Linked DNA regions of Mus musculus: region 1 is linked to region 2. The links are chromatin contacts, called in public HiChIP or PLAC-seq maps. All regions are on one chromosome and are shown on one strand. Each heading gives the region's core, a stretch centred on a gene start, on an enhancer-like site or on the middle of the called end of the contact. The rest is flanking DNA. Distances are from core to core; before and after follow the strand shown.

Region 1 (4,213 bases), core at 1,618-4,117, 370 kb before region 2:
CAGGGTCTTAACTATGTAGCCCTAAATGCCCTGATATTCATGTAGACCAAGCTGGCCTCAAACTCAGCAGCCCACCTGTCTCTGCTTCTCTTGCATTGGGATCACATGTGTGCACCACCTTACCCAACCCTTCTGGAGTTTTCTAATAGTTGACTTGGTTACTGACTGTTGGTTATTTGACTTGGAGTAATGGAAAATGAGTCACAGTAACCATGTTTCATGGGCTCAGTGTGTGGTGCTGCATATGGCCATGTGTAGGAATAAGATAGTTGGGTTTTTTTTTTTTTTTGTTTTTTGTTTTTTTAGAAACAGTGTCTCATTGTATAGACTGTACTAATCTGGAATTTGTTAGTCTCCCTGCATCTAGAATGATTGCAGCCTGTGCCCCACTACATCCTACTGTCTTGTCCTCCCTACCCCTGGGTTTATCTGTATAGCCCTGGCTGTCTTGGAAATTGTACTGTAGATCAGGCTGGCCTTGAACTCACAAAGATCCACCTGCTTCTGCCTCCCACGTACTGGGATCGAGGGTTTGCTCCACCACTGCCTAGCTTGTTACTTATTTTTTTTAAGATGGGGTGTCTCTTAGCTGTAGTCAAGAAGGCTGGTCTCAAGCTCCTGATGCCCCTGTTTCCACATTCTTTAAGGTGGTAATGGTGAAGTGAACATGCTCACCGAGTATGTGAGAAATAAGTTCATAGTTGATAGTTCCTTTATACTAGAATGAGTTAATTTTATGTATATGCCTTGCCAAAACTACATGAAATCAGCTTATCTTGTAAGCCAGTGGCAATCATACTTATAGGTGTCTTCCATCAACCCATGAACTCTAGTTAATGCTATTAACTTGAAGATGGCCAAAAGCTTGGATTTTAATGTATTAATGCAAAGTACACCTGTCAAATGTGGGTTCTGAGTTTCTTTTGTGTTATGGGAAGTATTTTTTTTTCCTACTCTGAAAAACTGTCAAACTTAATTTGACAAAATCAAACTTTATTGACTATTACAGCCACTTGAATATTTAAAAACTTGTTAAACATTTTATTTTCATCCCTCTGGATAGTTCAAATTAGCCTCCTTTTATAGATGAGAAAGCTAATCACACAGATAGTGATTAGATTTTAATGTTTATATTTTCCGTTTGGCAAGGTACTTTCTTCAGTGAATAGTCTATATAGTTTTAAGTGCAAAATTTACTACATTTAGGTCAGTGAGATGGTTTAGATGGTAAAGACACTTTGCTGTGCAAACCCAAACACACTTAAACCCCTTGCACTGAATAAATGCACAGTTGTCCTTTGACCTCCACATATGTAGAATGGCATGCATGTATATGCACACACGCATTGTGTGCGCATACATTATAATAAATAACATTAAAAAATTTATCACTATTGTTTGTTCTATACTGAGGTGTTCTTTAATACATATATTTAGTTTTTTTTAAATGCATTTGAGTGTTTTTTGTTTGTATGTATGCACCAAATGTGTGCAGTGCCCACAGAGACAGAAGAGGGCATCGGATCCCCTGGACAGTTAGAAGTCACCATATGGATGCTGGGAATGGAGCCCAGGTCATCTAGAAGAGTAGCTAGTGTTCTTAACTGCTGAGCCATTTATCTAGTCCCAGCAGTTTTACTTTGGGTGGTTTTGTTTTGGAGACAGGCTCTTGCTGTCTGTGTTTTAGACTATGTGCCCTTGAGTTCTTCATCCTCCTGTCTTTGCTTCCCAGGGGCTGGAATTACAGGCACAGTCCACCATGTCTGGCATAATAGCTTTTATATGAACCAACATTTGTTTTTTTCTCTTTGCCTTAATTATTTAGATGATACTTTTTTTTTTTTTTCCTTCGAGACAGGGTTTCTCTGTGTAGCCCTGGCTGTCCTGGAACTTACTTTGTAGACCAGGCTGGCTTTGAACTCAGGAATCTGCCTGCCTCTGCCTCCCAGTGCTGGGATTAAAGGCGTGCACTAGCACTGCCCGGCTAGATGATACTTTTTTTTTTGTTTTTTTTTGTTTTGAGACAGGGTTTCTCTGTGTAGCTCTAGCTATCCTGGAGCTCACTCTGTAGATCAGGCTGGCCTCGAAGAAACCCGCCTGCCTCTGCCTCCCAAGTACTGAGATTAAACGCATGCACCACCACTGCCCGGCTAGATGATACTTTTAAAGGGTGTTTTCTCCAAGTTCTCAGCAATGAAATACCCTAGAAAGATTAGGATCAAGTTAATTTTAGACCAGGATTATCTGTATTCCTCTCAAAGTAGAAGCTTTGGGACTTTCCAGTTGTCTTTTCTTTAATGACAAGTGTGTGTTCCATTCTGAAGCCACTGTTGTGTTTTTTTTTTTTTTACTTTATATTCATGGTTTTGGATTTATACTAATGCAGTGTTAATACTTCCTGTTCTGACTTAAAAAGGTAAATAGTTTTTGTTTTGTTTTTTGTTTGCTTTTAAGTTAGATAAAGCAGCCTTTCTTTTTCAGTTATTTCTGAAAAGAATAGGAACCAAACTCATTAAAGCCACATTTCATCATACTATGAAATTTAAACTGCAGTGTACAATTCTGGAAAATGCCAGTTTGGGTTTTATTTGATTATGTCAGGATTTTAGCTTGTCTCAACTTCCTCATTTAGTATACACTTCCTGGCAACTGTGATGTTAGCTTATAGTGTAGGTTGTGTTTATGGTATAGTACTTAGCCTTTCTATACATATAAATATTAATTCTCCCAACTGCCTTAGAGAGTTGTCTTTTCATCTACTTAAAGAATACATGCACAGCATGTTGAAGGACAAAACTACAATCTGCCCACTATTGAAGCCAAGCTCTTGGAGTTCTGCCAGACTGTTTCCCGCTTTTCATTTTCTATCCCTATGCTATTTCTGGAGTAGGGAAGGGAAGCACCTATAGTGATGCACACCAAGGGGTCTTAGAGATGGTCTTAAACTATTGAACCGGAATCTTAGGAGCTGAGAAGTAGGATTCGGTTAATAGTTGAGGTCATTTATTTCCAACTAGCTTGCTCATCTGAAATGAAACCACCAATGACTACACATGTTTAGCTTGTAGAATTTATAAATGTGTAGACTTGGTAACTCTAAGTGGACCTTAATTATTTGAGAATGATTAATCAGGTGAAAAGAAACCCGTAAGAGGTACATGATTCATGAAACCCCTATCTTTCCCCATTCTGCAGTAGTCTGTATGTGGGTATATTGAACTGTGGACAAGATGGTTTTGTGTTTGTTTGCTTTTTAACCATAAAACATCCTCTAGGAAAGAATCTTGGTTAACTCTGGAGGAGCAGGAAGTGCTCTCCTCTGCGCCAGCTCCAGCTCGGGTTTACTTTCCCTGTGTAGAGAAAGGCAAATGACTGGGTTATTTATTAAGGCTACTGAATCTTTTAAAGTTTATACTTTCAAAGGGGCTAAAAGCTTTTGCATGTGAATGTGAGTGTGCATATTTGCTTAGTTGCTGGCAATAAAACAGAGGGCCTTGCCCCAGTTAAGTGTAAGCTCTTATTTCTCAGCTAACACCCTAGCCTTTACAAGCCTTTTTCTTTTTTTCTTTAAATAAAATTCACAAAACCTAAATTAGCCATTTTAACACGAACATGAATGTGAACAGCACCCTGTGCCGAATTTGTGGCAACTCTTGGAAACCCATCACTCACCTGTATTCTCAGCTCTAGGGAGGCTGAGGCAGGAGGATTTGAGTATGAGGTCAGACAAGATTTTACAGGAAGGCCTCATTTCCAAATAAATAATTGAATGACTTAGTGTTCAAATGTGACATCAGTTAGGTGTATTTATTTTCAAACATTTTCAATGCATGAGATGGAAGTTAATACCTGTTGAGCAATCTTCCTCTCATTTCTTACCATCCATTGGCAACTGGTAATCTGATTTCTGTCTCTAAGGACTTAATTTTGTGGCTCTTTTACATAAATGGAATCACACATTATGTTTTGTCTTGTTTCTGCTATGATAATGGGCAGGCAGAGGGAGGGCAGGATTTTGCTGTGTAGTCCAGTCTAGAGCTAACTTGGCATCTTCCTGTATTAGCTTCTTGAGTCTTAGGATTACAGGCATGTACCACCATGCCTGTCCAAGAACAAGTTACATATTTAGGAACTAAAGAGACCAAAATAAATGGAATAAAAGTTATTTTTAGATACTGGAAACAAACTTTGCTTATATGAAGGGAACAAGATG
Region 2 (4,054 bases), core at 203-2,702:
AAGTCACACGACCAGATGGTCCCAGGGGAAATTCAGTTCTCTGTGTGTTTTTATTTCCAAATGAAGGCTCTCTTCAGACAACAGAACAAATGTGCCAACATCCTGTTCCAAAACCCAGAAAACACAAATTCCCAAGAACCACCAGCCCTTTAGTCAGTCTGGCTCAAAGAGAAAGCTATTACTAATTCAAGATCCCGTAGCCTTACCTCCTCTTGCCTCACTGGTAGTAACACTGCACAAAACATGTAAAGAACTGAGTCATGCTATCATCCTGTCGATGGCTTAACGATTAGAAGTGTGAGGGACTGCCCTTCAGTCTGACCTTCATTGACATAGTAAACTATGTCTTTGGCTTCCAGTGGGGATGGCAGTGGGGGTGGAAGGGAGTGACTCAAGGTTCTAGGCTAGTATTATGTGGTGATGATTTTGAATGGCTTCTCTAAAATACTTCATTGAGTACTGCCTAAATAAACAAGATGATCTAAAGCCTGGCATAAGGAGCCAGTGCTGTGTTGAAATCTATGCACTTGGACCCAGACCAAGGACCGTCCCATAGAATCCCTGAGAAACAATCCTCTTGAAGATGATCATTTATTCCTACCCAGGGCTACGGATACTGATTCTTTTGCACAAAGGAACTTCACACAGGTTCCCTAATCCTTACTCTGGCTATCATTTAAGTGATCCATGAAGGACCTGTGATCTGCTCAAAGCCAGCCCTGTTCACTCCCTGCCCTGTCCTGTACTCAGAGCTCCTGAATCAAACAAGTAGCCTCTAGCTTTCTCTTCCACAGTGGATGGAAGGCTTCTCTGAAGTATAAGGTTTACCCCACCCCATCATGGTAAAGGTATCATTTTTATAGAATGTATGCCATGTATCATTATAATCCCTTTCTTGTAAGGGAAGTTTATTAGAGTTAAACTGCTGGTTGCTGGCCAACCAATGTATTAATAGTTCTTGGTCAAGTGCCAATCCTTAGTTTAATCAGCTGCCTTGACCTCAGGAGATGGGGAGGGTCATGTGGTGTTAAATGGGACAACCTGTTACTCGTGTTCCTGAGGGCAGCTAGTGCAGAAAGCACTGAACAACTTATCCACGAGCCTCACGCGAACAAGCACACGTAGTAAGTCAGAATGTGCTTGAGTCGATTTCGTAATTATTCAGCTGACATCTTTCTTTCTCTGACTGGAGAAGAAGGCACACGGGTGCACCCAGTAGGTGCTCAATGGCTAATTTTCAATGAAAGGAAAAAAAAATCCCTGACTAAAGCTGGCAATCGGTGGAGTAGAGAGAAGTTGGAAATATCAGGAGAGGAATGTAATGAATCAAAGGTCTGACTGAGTCAGGTTATGAGTAAGCCAAGTTATGAATAAGCAGAGCCAACAGTGTGTAAAAATACCCACAGTGTAAATGACACGAGAGCTAGGCAGTAGTGAGCAGAAGGCATGGCAGGCACAAGGGAGGACTGAGTCACCTCGGAACTCATTCCTTGAGGCCAGAGCTTCCTTCCTACTCAGCGCTTCCTGACTCTAGTAGCCTGTCTTCCCTAGGGTCCTGTGAACATGGACTCTTACAATAAAACTCCCTGAGGCTAACCTGATGAACTGGCACTTGTTGGTCATCTCAGCTCTGGAAGATCAATTAGTATTACTTAGCTCGTGAAGTCATCACCCCTTTCAGCAGACTGGCAGTCAAGCTGTGTGGAAACTTAGACATGTTTTTATTCAAAGTGGAGATACCACCTTAGACTCAACCTAGACCCCCTATATAAATAAACTTTATTTTAATTATATTTAAGCTGGGCATAGTAGTGCATGCTTTTAATCCCGGCACTCGGGAGGCAGAGGCAGGCGGATCTCTATGAGTTTGAAGTCAGCCTAGTTTACTGGTCTGCGATGAGTTCCAGGACAGCCAGAGCGCCAGAGCTATGTAGTGAGACCCTATCTTTAAAACAAAACAAAACAAAGAGAAAAAAGAAAAAGAAAAAAATGATTTTCTTTTCAAGATAGGATCTCACTCTGCACCCTGGCTAGCCTGGAGCTTGCTATGTAGAACAGGCTCACCTCAGACTCACAAGTATCCTGTTTCTACCTCCCAAATGCCGGCATTAAAGACATACATCACTACTCCTGGCCGTAACATACTATATTTATCTCTGTTTCAGTGGAATTTTTATCCTGCTGAAGCAAAAGCAAACAAATTTGCTCTATTGTACCTTCATCTTTAAATTAAACATTAGTAAGAAAAATTAAATATTACTTTAGAATAATTTTAGGGGATATTATGAAGATTGACCATCTTCATCATTACCGATGTTAACTTCTAGACTTCTGTGCATTATTAATTACTTAATGACAACCCACCAAGCTGTAAGTTCCCTGACAGTCTTGAGTCCTTTTTGGTATCTAAATCTCTTTATTTACTATTGCTGCTTTAACAAGTTACCATATGTTGACTTGCCTAAATGGCACAAATTCATTATCTTGTAGTTAGTGGGGTAGGAGTTGGATACAGACCTGACTGGGTTCAAACCAAGGTATCATCAGAGCTGCTTGCTTTTTCTGGAAGCTCTAGGGAAGGCGCCTCACTTTTTCTCAGCTTCTACAGGCTTCTGGCTCCCTCCTTCACTTCCAAAGCCAGCATGCTGCGCCTTGTTTGTGTTACATATCTGACCCTCTTTCATGGTCCCTTCTCCCTCCAACTGATGTCAGCTGGCAAAGGTTCTCTGTGGGGATTCCAGAATAATCTTGCAACGTCCCTTAGCCTTAATTACATCTGTAAAATCCCCTTTGTAACATAATATATTCACCGATTACCTTGGATTAGGACACACATCTTTTAGGGAAGCAATTATTCTGCCCCGCACACTGTAATTACCAATCCTTCTGTGGTCTGATAAGAACATCTAGGATCATGACAGCATTCAAGATGCGTCTCAAAAGCACAAATTGCTAGAAAGAAGAAACCTCATGATAAATAAAATCTAGTCCTTTCCATTGGAGACCAGCAGAAGTGGTTATGTTGGCTCAAGCAGGCAATCTCAGTTTGGCAAGGAGAGAGGAGGATCCAGAATGTGAGGGTAGGCTAGCCTGTGATACACAGTGAGACTGTCCAAACAAACAAACAAGGAGAAGAAAGGAGGAAAGAAATCAGTAGAAACTGTGATTAGCGTCAATGTGCTTGTGCAGTGAGATTTATATTAACTTCTACAGGGATCCTTTCCAATAGATATTAACTTCATTTTATAGCCAAGGAAAGTGAGATTCTGAGTAGCTAAATACTCTGTGCAAAGTTACATAGCTGATCCTAGCCAGTCGTTTGGAATCTCAGCTAGGTCTGTCAGGTACTCAACCCCATGCAGTTTCCACTGTGCACATGACCGTGCAATTTTGGTGTGCAATTTAGCCCACGTATATGAAAATGGCTGACAAAGGGTTCCCTCGGGGACTTTAGGTAGAACTTTCTTTGACTTTTTAAACTTTTACTTTTTTTTTTTTTTTTTAAATAGGATCTTGCGGGGCTGGTGAGATGGCTCAGTGGGTAAGAGCACCCGACTGCTCTTCCGAAGGTCCGGAGTTCAAATCCCAGCAACCACATGGTGGCTCACAACCATCTGTAACAAGATCTGACGCCCTCTTCTGGAGTGTCTGAAGACAGCTACAGTGTACTTACATATAATAAATAAATAAATCTTTAAAAAAAAAAAAAAAATAGGATCTTGCTATGTTTCTCAAGAGTTGGTCTTGAACTCCTGGGCTCAATCAATCCTGCTGCCTCAGCCTTCCAAGTAAGCAATCACACCCAGCTAGGCTGTTTAAACAAATCCCTGTCATTAGTGCTCCAAAGAAAATATGATCCCAGGACAGAGTGCTCCCTTCCGTTTCCCTGCTATGTTCTATAGCCAATGCAAGCCCTCCCCATTTTTCCCTCAGAAAAAGACCACAGATTATCCTCCTGCCAATTTGTTAACTAGGAAGTCTGTGGGTCTGAGGCTGTCTGGGAGACTCGCTGATCGATCTCTAATCTCTTTCTAATTCCAAATTATCATGCTGT

Evidence for each region. HiChIP or PLAC-seq counts read pairs in DNA pulled down with a chosen protein or histone mark.
Region 1: a contact with region 2 is called in a FOXA1 HiChIP or PLAC-seq map of pancreatic cancer cells. The contact joins two enhancer-like sites. A contact is called at or near these places in 1 of 39 promoter capture datasets (pre-B cells) and 1 of 115 datasets of contacts at active chromatin or transcription factors (pancreatic cancer cells).

The regions. Positions count from the first base shown.
Region 1 is chr11:86,748,610-86,752,822 of GRCm38.p6, reverse strand. The region is part of intron 1 of Cltc (clathrin, heavy polypeptide (Hc)); the gene reads left to right. Among named protein-coding and RNA genes, the nearest start is that of Cltc, 6.9 kb to the left of the region's middle. Within about 2 kb of position 2,867, at least 49 of the 459 cell types and tissues checked have an H3K27ac peak or open chromatin away from gene starts, as enhancers often do. A contact at or near this core is called in pancreatic cancer cells, where this site is marked.
Region 2 is chr11:86,378,004-86,382,057 of GRCm38.p6, reverse strand. The region is part of intron 1 of Gm38937 (a long non-coding RNA gene); the gene reads left to right. Among named protein-coding and RNA genes, the nearest start is that of Gm38937, 4.1 kb to the left of the region's middle. Within about 2 kb of position 1,452, at least 81 of the 459 cell types and tissues checked have an H3K27ac peak or open chromatin away from gene starts, as enhancers often do. A contact at or near this core is called in pancreatic cancer cells, where this site is marked.